2 separate regions of the Mus musculus genome follow, and region 1 is linked to region 2. Evidence: chromatin contacts called from public HiChIP or PLAC-seq data. All regions are on one chromosome and are shown on one strand. The core of a region is the stretch at or near the end of the contact, and the rest is flanking DNA. Distances in the headings are between cores, read along the strand shown. Region 1 holds the start of Spg11 (SPG11, spatacsin vesicle trafficking associated). Region 2 overlaps Spg11 (SPG11, spatacsin vesicle trafficking associated).

Region 1 (5,741 bases), core at 1,832-4,331, 49 kb after region 2:
CAAATACAGTAACTGCAGTTCCAGGGGATCTGACATCCTTTCCTGGTCTCTGCTGGTACCATGCACATGATGCACATATATACTTGCAGGCAAACGCTCACAAACAAAAAATAAATAATGTTTTAAATGGGCTTTGACTGAATTGGATTATTTCAGATTTAAAAATTAATTATTTACATCTGCAGTCTTTGAGTACTCCAGAATGCTATGTTACAGAACAACCCTCCCTAATAGAACTTTGTGATGATACAAATGTTCTATTTCAGTGCTGCTCAAGACAGCCAACAATCCGTGGGCAGATATGGCTACAGGGCACTTCTACTGTGGGTACTGCAAAAAAGAACTGTTACGGTAAAGACGGTCCAGCTTAGCCACATGTGGCTGGCTAATGACTATCATACTAGACAGCATAGTCACCAAAGTTGGCTAGCAAGGACAGAGAGAGACTAATTATATTACATTATATTTTAAAATAAACCTAAGGGCTGTAGAAGTTGCTTAGGGGCTAAAGAGCTAGCTCCACAGGCTGGAGAGTGGCACTTGGATACTCAGAACCCACACGAGAGCCAGTCAGGCTTGGTGGCCTGGCTGCCTGTAATCCTAGCACTCAGGAGTCAGAGACAAAAGATCCTGGGGACAAGCTAGCCATCTAGACCAACTCAAGCCTGTGAGCTCTTGGTTTCAGATCGAGACTCTGACTCTGAAATGAAGAGGAGGGTCAGCAATGGTTCATCAGGGAAGGACACATGCATGTGCTTTGCAACCTGAGTTGGATCTCTGAACTCCATGTCAAGGTGGATGCAGAGAACCAACCGCATGGAGTTGTTTTCTGACCTCCACAGTTTTATGCTGTGCCATGTTCATGAGCACGTGCACACACACCCAAACATTAATAATAATAAATAAAAAATTCAAATTACTGTGGCAAGCAATCTAGGAAGACACTCAATATCAATATCAGGCCTCCACATGTATACATGCACACATTCACACACATGTAAAAACTAAAATAAAAAGGTCCAAGCTGGGCATAGCAACATTGTCTTAGCTACTCAGAAGGCCGAGGAAGGGTCTCTTGAGCCCAGAAACTGAACACCCTAAGCAACATAGCAAGACTCTATCACTGGGTTGGAGAGATGGCTCAGCGGTTAAGAGGGCAGACTGCTCTTCCAAAGGTCCTGAGTTCAAATCCCAGCAACCACATGGTGGCTCACAACCATCTGTAACAGGGTCTGATGCACTCTTCTAGTGTGTGTCTGAAGACAGCTACAGTGTATTCATAGTAATAAAATAAATAAATCTTAAAAAAAGAAAAGACTATCACTAATATGTATGAGCCAGATCTGGTGACTCGATAGCAATCACTTTCTTTAGTGGCTGAGACAAGAAGACTGAGTTTGGGGCCAGTCTGGGCTACAGAGAAAGACCTATCTTAAGATCAGTCAATATGGCCCAACTCTGAAAACACTAAAAGAGATGAGGCTACCACTCTGATAGTTTCAACTTCTTTTAAAAACTTTGCTTTTCTACAATAATAAGTTTATATTAAATGGGGTGGCTATGAGGTTCTTATTAGAAACACTGACAGTTCCCATTTCTGCCTTTATATACCAAGAACACACAGGCACTCCAACACACACCAGACATGAGAACAGTAGAAAGCTGGGATGGAAGTACGTGCTTATAATTCCAGCATTGGAGAGGAGGAGGTAAGAGGGTTGGGAACTCACAGGCATCCTTGGGTCCAGGCCAGCCTGAGCTCCATGAGACCGTATCACAAGGGGGTAAAAAGATGGGTTAAAATACTTGCTGACTCAGCAAACTCATCTTGTGTCTATAGAGCTGTTGAAGAGCCTGGAGACTCAAAGTGAGATACCTGTTGGCTATACAGTCTCATATAGATTGATCCTAAAATACTTACTTCCCTTTATTAAAAAGGTCAGCATATACTCAGGGGACTTCTAAACTTTATGATGTAAACTGTTTTATGAAAAGTGGAAAGCAATATAATATTGTAATTCTCTACCTTCTCAATCCATGGGAGCCTCATGTCTAAGAAACAGCGGACATGCCAGGTATGGAGTATACAAGCCTGTAATCTCAGCATTAGAAGGGGTAAAACAGGAGGATTGTGAATTGCAAGCCAATCTGGCTATATCTTGAGACTGTGATTTAAACATGGAAAACGTAGGGCTGGAATACCGTTCAGTGACCTCAGAGCACTTGTGTAAATGAATGGACAAGTTTAAAGAGGAGCAGGGGCTGGAGTGGGCGTGGTGGTGGCTGTGTTTGCAAGAAAACATTATTTTAGAGACAAAAAAAAATGCTTTAGAAATAAGCCTTATCTGGCATTTTAAAACAAAGTAGACTGTCTGGTAGTGCAGGCAGAGACAGGCCGATCTCTGTAGGCTCCAGGCTATATTTCGAGTTCTAGAATACCTAGGGATACATAGTGAAGAGGGGGAGGAGGAGGTAGAGAAAGATAGGCTTAGAACTCCTTTCAGTGACAATCTGTATTGAATTAAAGAAACAGGACCTGTGCTGAGACCCATCCAGGGTTTGCAGGGGCTATCAAGGAGTGAGACATCTTCTCTGTCCACCCAGGAAGTGAGCCGTGAGTTGCAACAAGGTGAGGATTTCACTTCGGGATGGGAAAGGTTCCGAGAGGCACGGGGCTCGATCCTGAGGAGGCTCCCCAGTGGTTCATCCTCTCCCACCAACCCAGGGGCCGGCGAGAGGCGAGCCCAGGACTCCCCTCCGGAGCGGCTCAGATTTCAGCCTCCTCCCACAGCCTGCAGCCGTCCCGCAGCACTTACTGCCTAAAGGGTCCTGGGAGGCAGCAGCTGCTCCCACCCCTGCTGCCCGGCGCCAAGGAAAGCACTTGGAGACTGCCCGCAGCCGTCAGGCTCCCCAGGGCCTCCAGCTCTCGGTGCAGCTGCGCCCGCGGTCCCAGCTGCGCCGTCTCCTCAGCTGGGATCCGCACCAGCAGCATGGGCAGGACCCGCTCCATGGCCCCGGCACAGCCGGGGGAGGCAGCACTTCCGGGCCCTGGCTGGGCAGCCATCTTGGCCTGGGCGGTCCTTCCGGTAGAGGCGCCCGAATGCGTCACGGACCTGCGCAGTGATTCGGACCTTGTGACTCTCACGAGAGAGGCGGTCCTGCGCCCGGCATTTGCTCAGCTTGGGGTGGAGGCGGCTCTAAACGGAATCCTGCAAAAACCACGCCTGCCCCTCCCTGCTCAGCTCAATTCAATAATACGCCAGGGCCTTTCAGCTGCTTGTGCTGTCCTTGCTACCAAAGATTTCTAAGGCAGGTGCTTCTTACTCCATTGAAACCCTGTTGCTGGCTCCTCTTCACTTTTTGTGCTGCTCGGTTAACAGGCATCTGGTAGTGCGCTTTTCTTGGTAGCAAGTACTCTTTTAAAGTCTAGAACTAATAAAGAACCCTCTACCATTTTAAAAAAAAAAAAAAAAAGCAGGGCTTCACAACAGACCCCCTCCCCCCATCCCCGGCTTCGAGAAATCGGCCCCTCTACGGAGTGGTATGGAGTTTTGGAAAGCAACTATCTCCATCAGATGCCTGGGATCCCAGAGTTTGAAAAATCAATCTGACTCATTTCCCCCATCAGGAAGTTTTGAAGAGCAGTTTACCAAAAATAAAATAAAATAAAATAAAATAAATTCTACAAGCCCTTCCTCCTCCTGACTGCAAAAACTAATTTTCAGACCCTTCGAGATGAATTTTCTTGTACCCGTGGGTACCCAGTCTCAGGATTTGGGAGTGTAAACTTCTCAGACCAATAGATCTCCTTTTGAGGTCAAACAATCTATTCTTTGTGGTCCTCCACCAAGGACTCTGTTACAAACATGAAGGTTAACATGGAGATTGAAGTCAAACGATATCCTTTGTAACAGATGGATGCATACAGAGTAGAGATGGTGAAATAGTTCACCTTTCAATTTCTTCTGTTTTTCTCAGGAAAGTACAATCTGATACAGAAGAGAAGAGGTAGAGAGCTATTGAAAAGGCATTTGGTCAAGCTATTTATTTGATAAAGGTTCTCTAGTGGCCTTAGACACCTGATCCTCCTTCACCAGCTTTTCAGGTTCTAGGAATACAGGATTATGCCTCCATGCCTACTTAACAGTGTCTTTCTAACACAGCCACTTCTACAAACTGAACATTTTGACTTAATGGCAACCTGCTAACATGCCTTCCTGGCTCAGTCTAAAGTCTAAAGCCCCTCTCTATTCCAGTCACTCTCAAATCATAGTATTTATGACTAATTAACATTTTATGTCAATTCCTGACCAAACTCTATGTAAGCCTGGAAATAGCAGAGACCTGTGCACCACTGTTATCTTCCTGCCTGAATCCCAGCCTGGCTCATAAAAGGTACTTTAGTATTTCTTGATGAATGCAGGACTTCATTTGACAAAATGCTGCCATGTTCTTCTCTTTCTTTCTTTCTTTCTTTCTTTCTTTCTTTCTTTCTTTCTTTCTTTCTTTCTTTCTTTCTTTCTTTCTTTCTTTCTTTTAAATTTACTTTATTTATGAGTACACTGTAGCTGTCTTCAGACACACCAGAAAAGGGCATGGGATCTCATTAAAGGTGGTTGTGAGCCACCATGTGGTTGCTGGGAATTAAACTCAGGACCTCTGGAAGAGCATTGAGTGCCCTTAACCACTGAGCCATCTCTCCAGTCCCCATGTTATTTTCTTATGTCAAGGAAGATGCTTATATCCAAATCTCTCAGCCTTAGCTGAACTGTTTGGTTTACATAAAGTCTGGCAACACGGAAGCAACATCCCAGATTAGACTTTTATTAAATACAAGGCCTTTCCCCTTATTAGGAAGGATATTCTTGACATATTCAAAAAAATGTCCTTCGTTGTAATTCCAAACTTACAAACAAGTTTCAACATATCATTTGATATTTCTTTAATCATACCTAAAGTAGTCATGCCTTAATTTTAGGCAAGTCACCTAGATTTTAAGAAAGGATATGACAATGTGGCAGGGTCCTCCAACATAACAAAGTATAGGAAATGGCCTCAACTGTCACTGTAGACAGGTGATGGAGTTCCGTTTCTGATATTTCAGCTTCTCACATTAACTAATACATCAGTAGATACAGGCAAGCCTACAAAGAACAAGAGTTAACTGCAAACACAATTCCATTTTACAAGTATTTATGGTTTAATTCATGCTTGGCTCATTCTAACAGTGGGTAAGTTCTAAGGACAGAGATGTTCTCTTATTTCTCTTATAGCCTGAAATAGTCTCTCAACTGTTGTTTGAATGAACTAGTTATTCAACTTTTCAGACTATGGCTCTGAAATAGCACCTACAAGTGACCAAACACTGAGAATAAATACAAAGTTGTGGCTAAACAGACCACAGGGCCCTAATGAGTCCAGACTGGGTTACTCAGTAAATGCCTGAGTATCTAGAGCAACTTTTAGATTTTTGTATTACATTTTCACACACATACACACACTCCACAGTGAACCTTTGGAGGTCACAGGACAACTTGCAGGAGTCACTTGCCTCATTACATGATATGAATCTACCTGCTGAGCCATCTCACTGACCCAAGAACTTTGTTTGTTTATTTGGTTGGTTTGGTTTGGGGTTTTTGAGACAGAATCTCATATCTCACTATGTAGTCTTGGCTGGCTTGGAACTCACTTCTGACCCTAAGTGATAAGACCAAAGGCATGTATGACCATGCTTGGCT
Region 2 (6,167 bases), core at 629-3,128:
TGTCTGTCTGTCACTCCATCCGACTCTTTGCTCATCTGCTTAAGAGATCCCATTCCACACAGACCAGGGGCCCAGAGGGTCTGTAGCACATGTATATATGGCATTTAGCACTTTCAGTGTGTATATATATATATATATATATATATATATATATATATATATGAGTGTATGTGGTATGTGTGTGAGGGAGTATGTGTGTATACCTTGCAATATCCTTAGTCAAAGTCTGGCTGAACTTGCCCACCTTGCTCTAAGAACTGGTAGCGATAAGATTAGCACATGAAATCAGCCTCTACTATACACATGTGGCTTTTATTAGACAGGATCTTACTGTGAAGTCCAGACTGGCCTTGATCTCATGACAATCTTCCTACCTCAGCTTTCTGGGCACTGGGCCTATAGGTGTGAACCACCATGCTGTCAAGTGTCTCAGATTGGTGCTCTTCAATATCATAGTAATCCGCTAACCTTGGAGACAATGACTCAGGTTAGCTTGCTCATTCCCCCCCCCCACCTCTCTGTGTGTGTGTGTGTGAGAGAGAGAGAGAGAGAGAGAGGGAGAGGGAGGGAAAGAAGGAGGGAGGGAGAGGGAGAGAGAGGAGACGGAGGGAGGGAAGAAGGGAGGGAGGGAGGGAGGGAGAGAGAGAGAGGAAGAGAGAGAGAGAGAGCAAGCACACTTGCAAGAGCGAGCATGTATCAGCTGCTTAGAAGGACTGGTTGCACTACAGTAGATGCTGCTGTTACAGATGACCTCTTCATGCTCAGTTATGGATGGACGTCAGTGTGCTGCTATCTATCCAATATATCTAATATTCTGACCGCCTTCCAAAAATAATTCCAACATACAAGAGCTAACAACTTGGCAGCAGCTTCAGAATAAAACTGTCTTACCGTCAGAGAAGAGCTGCTCAGTGCCAACAAACAGTTGGAGGAGTTTCCCCAGCTCATACTGCGTCTCACACTGCTGCGGCATAAGTTTCAAAAGGAAACAAACCTGGTCTTTCATCCACGAGGCAGGTATGATAGGAAGGACCCTTGCGGCCACTGTGTCAAGCTAGGAAAGACAACAGAGGCTCAGAAGAGTTTGTGGGAATGAACAGGCAGAACCCCATGAGGCCGGAGAGGTGGCTCAGTGGTTAAAGGCACTGACTGCTCTTCCAAAGGTCCTGAGTTCAATTCTCAGCAACCACATGGTGGCTCACAACCATCTTTAACGGAATCTGATGCCCTCTTATGGTGTCTGAAGAGAGTGACAGCGTACTCACAGATATAAAATAAATAAATCTAAAAAAGGAAAGAAAAAGCAGAACCCCCAAATCTGGGATCAAGAAAGCCCCGAACATTCCCAAGGCTTCTTACTACTCTCATGGGCCTATCACAAAAGGAGGGTCTGTGCACCCGACAGATGGCAGGAAGCAGTGATGGGGACAAAGGCAGCTCTGCCACTCTGCAGGAAGTGCTGGTGAGGGGGCTATGTGTGTGACAGTCCAGAGTGCCAAACTCTAGGAACCACCGAAGTCCCAGGCTTAAATGCCTCCTACTATCAAATCAGTCCCCCTGTGCTATTCCTAACCAACCATGCTTCACTTGGCAGCTCCCTAGAAGGGGTCTGGGCTTGTATTTGAGCCCAGAAGATTTTTTAAAAAGATTTCTTTATTATTATGTCTAAGTACACTGTAGCTGTCTTCAGATGCACCAGAAGAGGGTGTCAAGAGCCAGCCTGCATTTGACAAAGAACCATCCCTCTCTTCTTGGTGTCCACAGCAGGGACCACTGATCTCAGCCCCACTAAGTTTGGCTACTCCACCAGGACACAGATAACAGTAGCACATGACGTGACACTTCTGTTTACGGTAACTACAAGTCACAACGCCACCTGTCTGGCTTCTCTGAAATGACAGTGACTCATTGTCAATCACATGGCACAACCAGTTGTCTACTGCTTCCCCATACCACCCACCAGCATGAAGACCTGCCAACCAACTTTAGACCTGAGAGGAGGACACTCCAATTCCACCTACTGTTTCAAGGCTTTTCTGGAACTCCAAAAGTTTAACTTTGGCTTTCTCGTAATTCTTGAAGAACATACACAGTTCATACATCTCCATAATCAATAGAAGTGGGGAATCCTTTGAAGAAGAGTTAAAATTAGAAAATCCAGATCATCAAAGATATTAATAATGGAAGAATCAAATTAAGTTTCCCATGTTATTTCCTTTTGGGGGAAAAAATTAACCATCCACTAGGCGGCGCTATGGCCCCAACAAACATTCCCGGAGGCAAAAGAGCACCAGCCACTTACCCTCCTACTGGTTGGTCTCTGTGGTATCAACTAGCCTATTTTTGGTGGGGTTGTCAGGCCAGAAAAGAGGAATTTAGGATTAGAAGTGATGAATCTGAATTGTAAGCGTGCCTACTTGAGTATGTGCGGTTTGAGTTATGTATTAGTTATCAGTCTGTAAAAGAAAGGTAATGCCACTTCCTAACACACAAAATATTTTTATAAAGTATTGTGAGAACTTACTAAACCAATACATATAAAGTACTCTGCTAAATAAATACAGTATATCTCAAAGGTCCTAGGGCTGGATACCCAATACTAAACTAAACACACACACACACACACACACACACACACACACACACACACACACACACACACACACACACACAAGTTCTATTACCATTAATATTTCTTGTGTAATTCTTTTTTGGTTTTTTGAGACAGGGTTTCTCTGTATAGCCCTGGCTGTCCTGGAACTCACTTTGTAGACCAGGCTGGCCTCGAACTCAGAAATCCGCCTGCCTCTGCCTCCCAAGTGCTGGGATTAAAGGCGTGCGCCACCACGCCCAGCTACCATTAATATTTCTTGTTGACTTTAAAAAAAAAAATCCAGGTCTGATAATAAGAAAAAGCCAAGGAATGCTATGTTGACACCCTGAGGTTCTGGAATGTCTGAAGTGTGTGTGTGCACTCATGAGTGTGAGTGCATATGTGTGTATGTGTATAACAATACCTTAATAAAGAGCTGGAAACCTCGGATGAGAGTGTGGCTCTTGCGTCTTGTCAATACAGTTCTCCAGATGATGGACAGGTCCTTCAGGCTCCAGTGATGGTCCTCTACAGAGATCTGAATGTGTCCCATTGCTTCAGCTGCAACCTTGTCCTCCACGGAGGTGACAATCCAAACACAGAGACAGGAGACAACACTGGCACCCTACCATTGGATAAGAATGTTTCAAAATGAAGGAACTGGGCCTCGATCACACAGATGGACAAAACTCCACTAACTAGCTGGAATCAGCTTGTGAGAAAACCTTCCCCAACAAGGTGCTAAGGAAGAGGAGGAGGGTGCCTGCCTAGCAGAGCACCTTCCTGAGGGCAGCCAGAAACTGAGTCCCCACCGTAGGCTTCACTGGTGCCAGGAGACAGCTTAATGGACAGACAGCCTGAGGTCTGACCTTGGAAGCAGGTGTAAGAGCCTCACAATTGTCCCCTGTAGCTACTTCAGGCCCCTCCCACCTTACTGCTTGCTTCCTTCCTTTCCCTTCTTCCTTCTTCCTTCTTGTTCTCTGTTTTGTCTCTGCGTACATGAGCCCATGTGTGTTAATGCTCACAGAGGCCTGAAGAGGACAACGGATTCCCTAGAGCCAGAATAACAGGCAGCTCTGAGCACTGAACTCCAGTTCTCTGCAAGAGCAACAAGCACCCCTAACTCCTGAGCTAGCTCTCCAGCCCCAGCTCATTACTTCCTCATGTGTGCATGTACACACCTGTCATGGACCTATGGCTGTCAGCTATTTCCTTTCACCTCGTGAGTCTCAGGATTCAAACTCGTGGTCAAATTTGGTGTCAAGGGGCTTTGCTGGTCTGTGTTTTGTTCTGTTTTGTAGTTCTGACATTTTGAAAGACTTCCTTGATTTCTAATTGTGTGTGTGAGTATCTGAGTGTTAAGTGTGAGTGCTGGTGTTCATGAAGCCCAGAAGCCTTGAAACCACAGAAGTCTGCGTTAAAAGTGGCTATGAGCCACCAAATATGGGTGCAGGGAAGTCAGTCAGGTCCTCTGTGAGAGCAGTGTGTGCTCCTAACTACCAAGCCATATGAGACCGGGTCTTAGTTTATGGCCAGCATCCACCCCTAGCCTGCCACTGTCCTGACAAAGCCACCAAGCAGGTAGAGTTTTAGCACCCACTGTGGCCAGCTCACCTGCACACACGAGGCCAGGACACTGAGGATGGGAGCCCGATGTCTCACTGCCTCAGCCAGGAGCCAGCTCCAAGAGGTGGACTCATCTGAGCACCGGTGGAGAATTTCAAAGAAATTACTCGTTTCTCCTTTGTTTTTCTGGAGTTCCTGGAGGCAGCTGTCATCCCTAGAGATGGACCCTGATGACAGTTTCTCAGAAGCCAGCTTCAAGTGGCTCTGAAGGACAGGACTGAAATACTGAAGAAGAGATTCCACCTAGAGAGACGATTAAAACACACTCAGTGTTCTTTTTCACAGAGTGAGTTTTTACAAAAAGCCAGGTGGTAGTGGCACTTTAGTCCCAGCACTTGGAAGGCAGAGGCAGATGGATCTCTATGTTAAAGGCAACTCACATTACAGCCAGGGCTATACAGAGAAACCCTATTTCAAAAAAACAAAAAACAACAACAATAAAAACAGGGCTCAGGATGATTCTTTATAATGCTGAGCTGTGGGAGAGAAGACCATGTGATGTTTGTTACAACATCCAGCTATCTGGCCCAGGGTGGCTGGGCTAGAACTTGCAATCCTGCCTCCCAAGTTTCCATAGTACTGAGACTGCAGACCCGAGCACACAGTTGGTTGCTTTTAAGGGAATTTGAGTGAATGTCTATGTTAAACCTAGAATCCTAGAAACTTGTCCACATCTGTCCAATGATTTGGCCCTTGCCTGACACCAGGTTATAGACTCAGCCAATGTGGGTCTCGAGCAGACAGTCCTGGAGAACACAGTGCCAGGGAGTGTGGTTTACCTCTGCTGGGTGGTAGTTATGCAGCTGGCTGTGGACCAGGAACTGCAGCCAGTCATTGGCTTTGGCACATTCTCTAAGGTAGGACACGCTCAGCTTCCTGTCATGGAGCATGCAGAACTGAAGCACTAATGCCCACTGGCTGCTGGACTCACTGGACAACCTATAATAAAATTGGGGATGGACAGCAGAGGGAAAAAAAAAAGTCATTAAAATAGAGCTCTCAGGGATAGGCAGAGGCAGGGGATATCTAGGAGTTCCAGGCCAGCAGGGCTCCATAGTGAGACTGTCTCAAAAAATGGAAATAAATAAGTAAATAAAGTATAGCTTTAGGGGGGCAGAGAGATGACTCAGTGGCTAAGAGAGTTTACTGCTCCTCCAGGTAACCCAAATTAGGCAGCTCACACCACCCTGTAATTCTAATTCCAGGGGATTAACATCTTTGGCTTCTATGGGCACCTGGACACATATGTGCACACGTGTGTGTGCTTGCACACACATACCCTTTATATAATATAGATCTAGTTTAAAATTTGGAAATTAGTACAAATTAAATAAATTAACCAAAACATACTCTCAAAGAAAGGAAGGAAGGAAGGAGGGATGGAGGGGAGGGAAGGGGAAGGGAGGGGAGGGGAGGGAGAGAGCGTCAGCCAGCTTGCCCAGCCTGCCCAGCGGTAGCACATACTTTCAATCCCAGCACTCAAGCAGAGACAAGATCTTTCTGAGTTCGAGGCCAGCCTGGTCTACAGAGTGAGTTCCAGGACAGCCAGGGCTACACAGAGAAACCCTGTCTTGAAAAACCAAAACATCATCATCAACAACAACAACAACAAAACCCCAAAACAACAAAAAAACCAAAAACCCTTTCACCAAGGGCAGGCAGGGTCACCCGGCAGTAGAGCACATGCTTAGCGTGTATGAGGCTGTTGGTTTGATCTCCATGTGGTAAAAATAAATATAATAAAAATTTCATAAAATATGTAAAAATAATGAACATATGCTTTTAAATATATATCAAATAATTATTGCACTACTTAAAAAAAAACTAGCCAAATGTGATGGCACAGGTCTTTGAATTTCAGCACTCAGGAGGCAGGGGCAGGTAGATCTGAGTTTGAGGCCAGCCTGGTCTACAGAGCGAGTTTCAGGACAGCCAGGGCTACACAGGG

Evidence for each region. HiChIP or PLAC-seq counts read pairs in DNA pulled down with a chosen protein or histone mark.
Region 1: an H3K4me3 HiChIP or PLAC-seq map of bone marrow-derived macrophages shows a contact between it and region 2, with 2.1 times the contacts expected there. The contact joins the promoter of Spg11 here to the enhancer-like site in region 2. A contact is called at or near these places in 1 of 15 datasets of contacts at CTCF or cohesin (CD8 T cells), 29 of 484 Hi-C or Micro-C datasets (B cells, the Ba/F3 cell line, the C2C12 cell line and 20 more), 7 of 115 datasets of contacts at active chromatin or transcription factors (the HPC-7 cell line, the SCID.adh cell line, bone marrow-derived macrophages and 2 more) and 4 of 9 other capture datasets (adipose tissue, embryonic stem cells, liver and 1 more).

What each region holds. Positions count from the first base shown.
Region 1 is chr2:122,115,305-122,121,045 of GRCm38.p6, forward strand. It overlaps Spg11 (SPG11, spatacsin vesicle trafficking associated), which reads right to left and starts at 3,082. Exons shown (of 40, transcript NM_145531.2): 1 at 2,817-3,082. The coding sequence starts at 3,064. It overlaps Patl2 (protein associated with topoisomerase II homolog 2 (yeast)), which reads right to left. Exons shown (of 18, transcript NM_026251.2): 18 at 4,804-5,144.
Region 2 is chr2:122,067,848-122,074,014 of GRCm38.p6, forward strand. It overlaps Spg11 (SPG11, spatacsin vesicle trafficking associated), which reads right to left. Exons shown (of 40, transcript NM_145531.2): 24 at 4,999-5,158; 25 at 4,208-4,462; 26 at 3,018-3,218; 27 at 2,022-2,129; 28 at 892-1,054. Among named protein-coding and RNA genes, the nearest start is that of Eif3j1, 42 kb to the left of the region's middle. Within about 2 kb of position 1,879, at least 16 of the 459 cell types and tissues checked have an H3K27ac peak or open chromatin away from gene starts, as enhancers often do. A contact at or near this core is called in B cells, the CH12 cell line, the HL-1 cell line and 3 more, where this site is marked.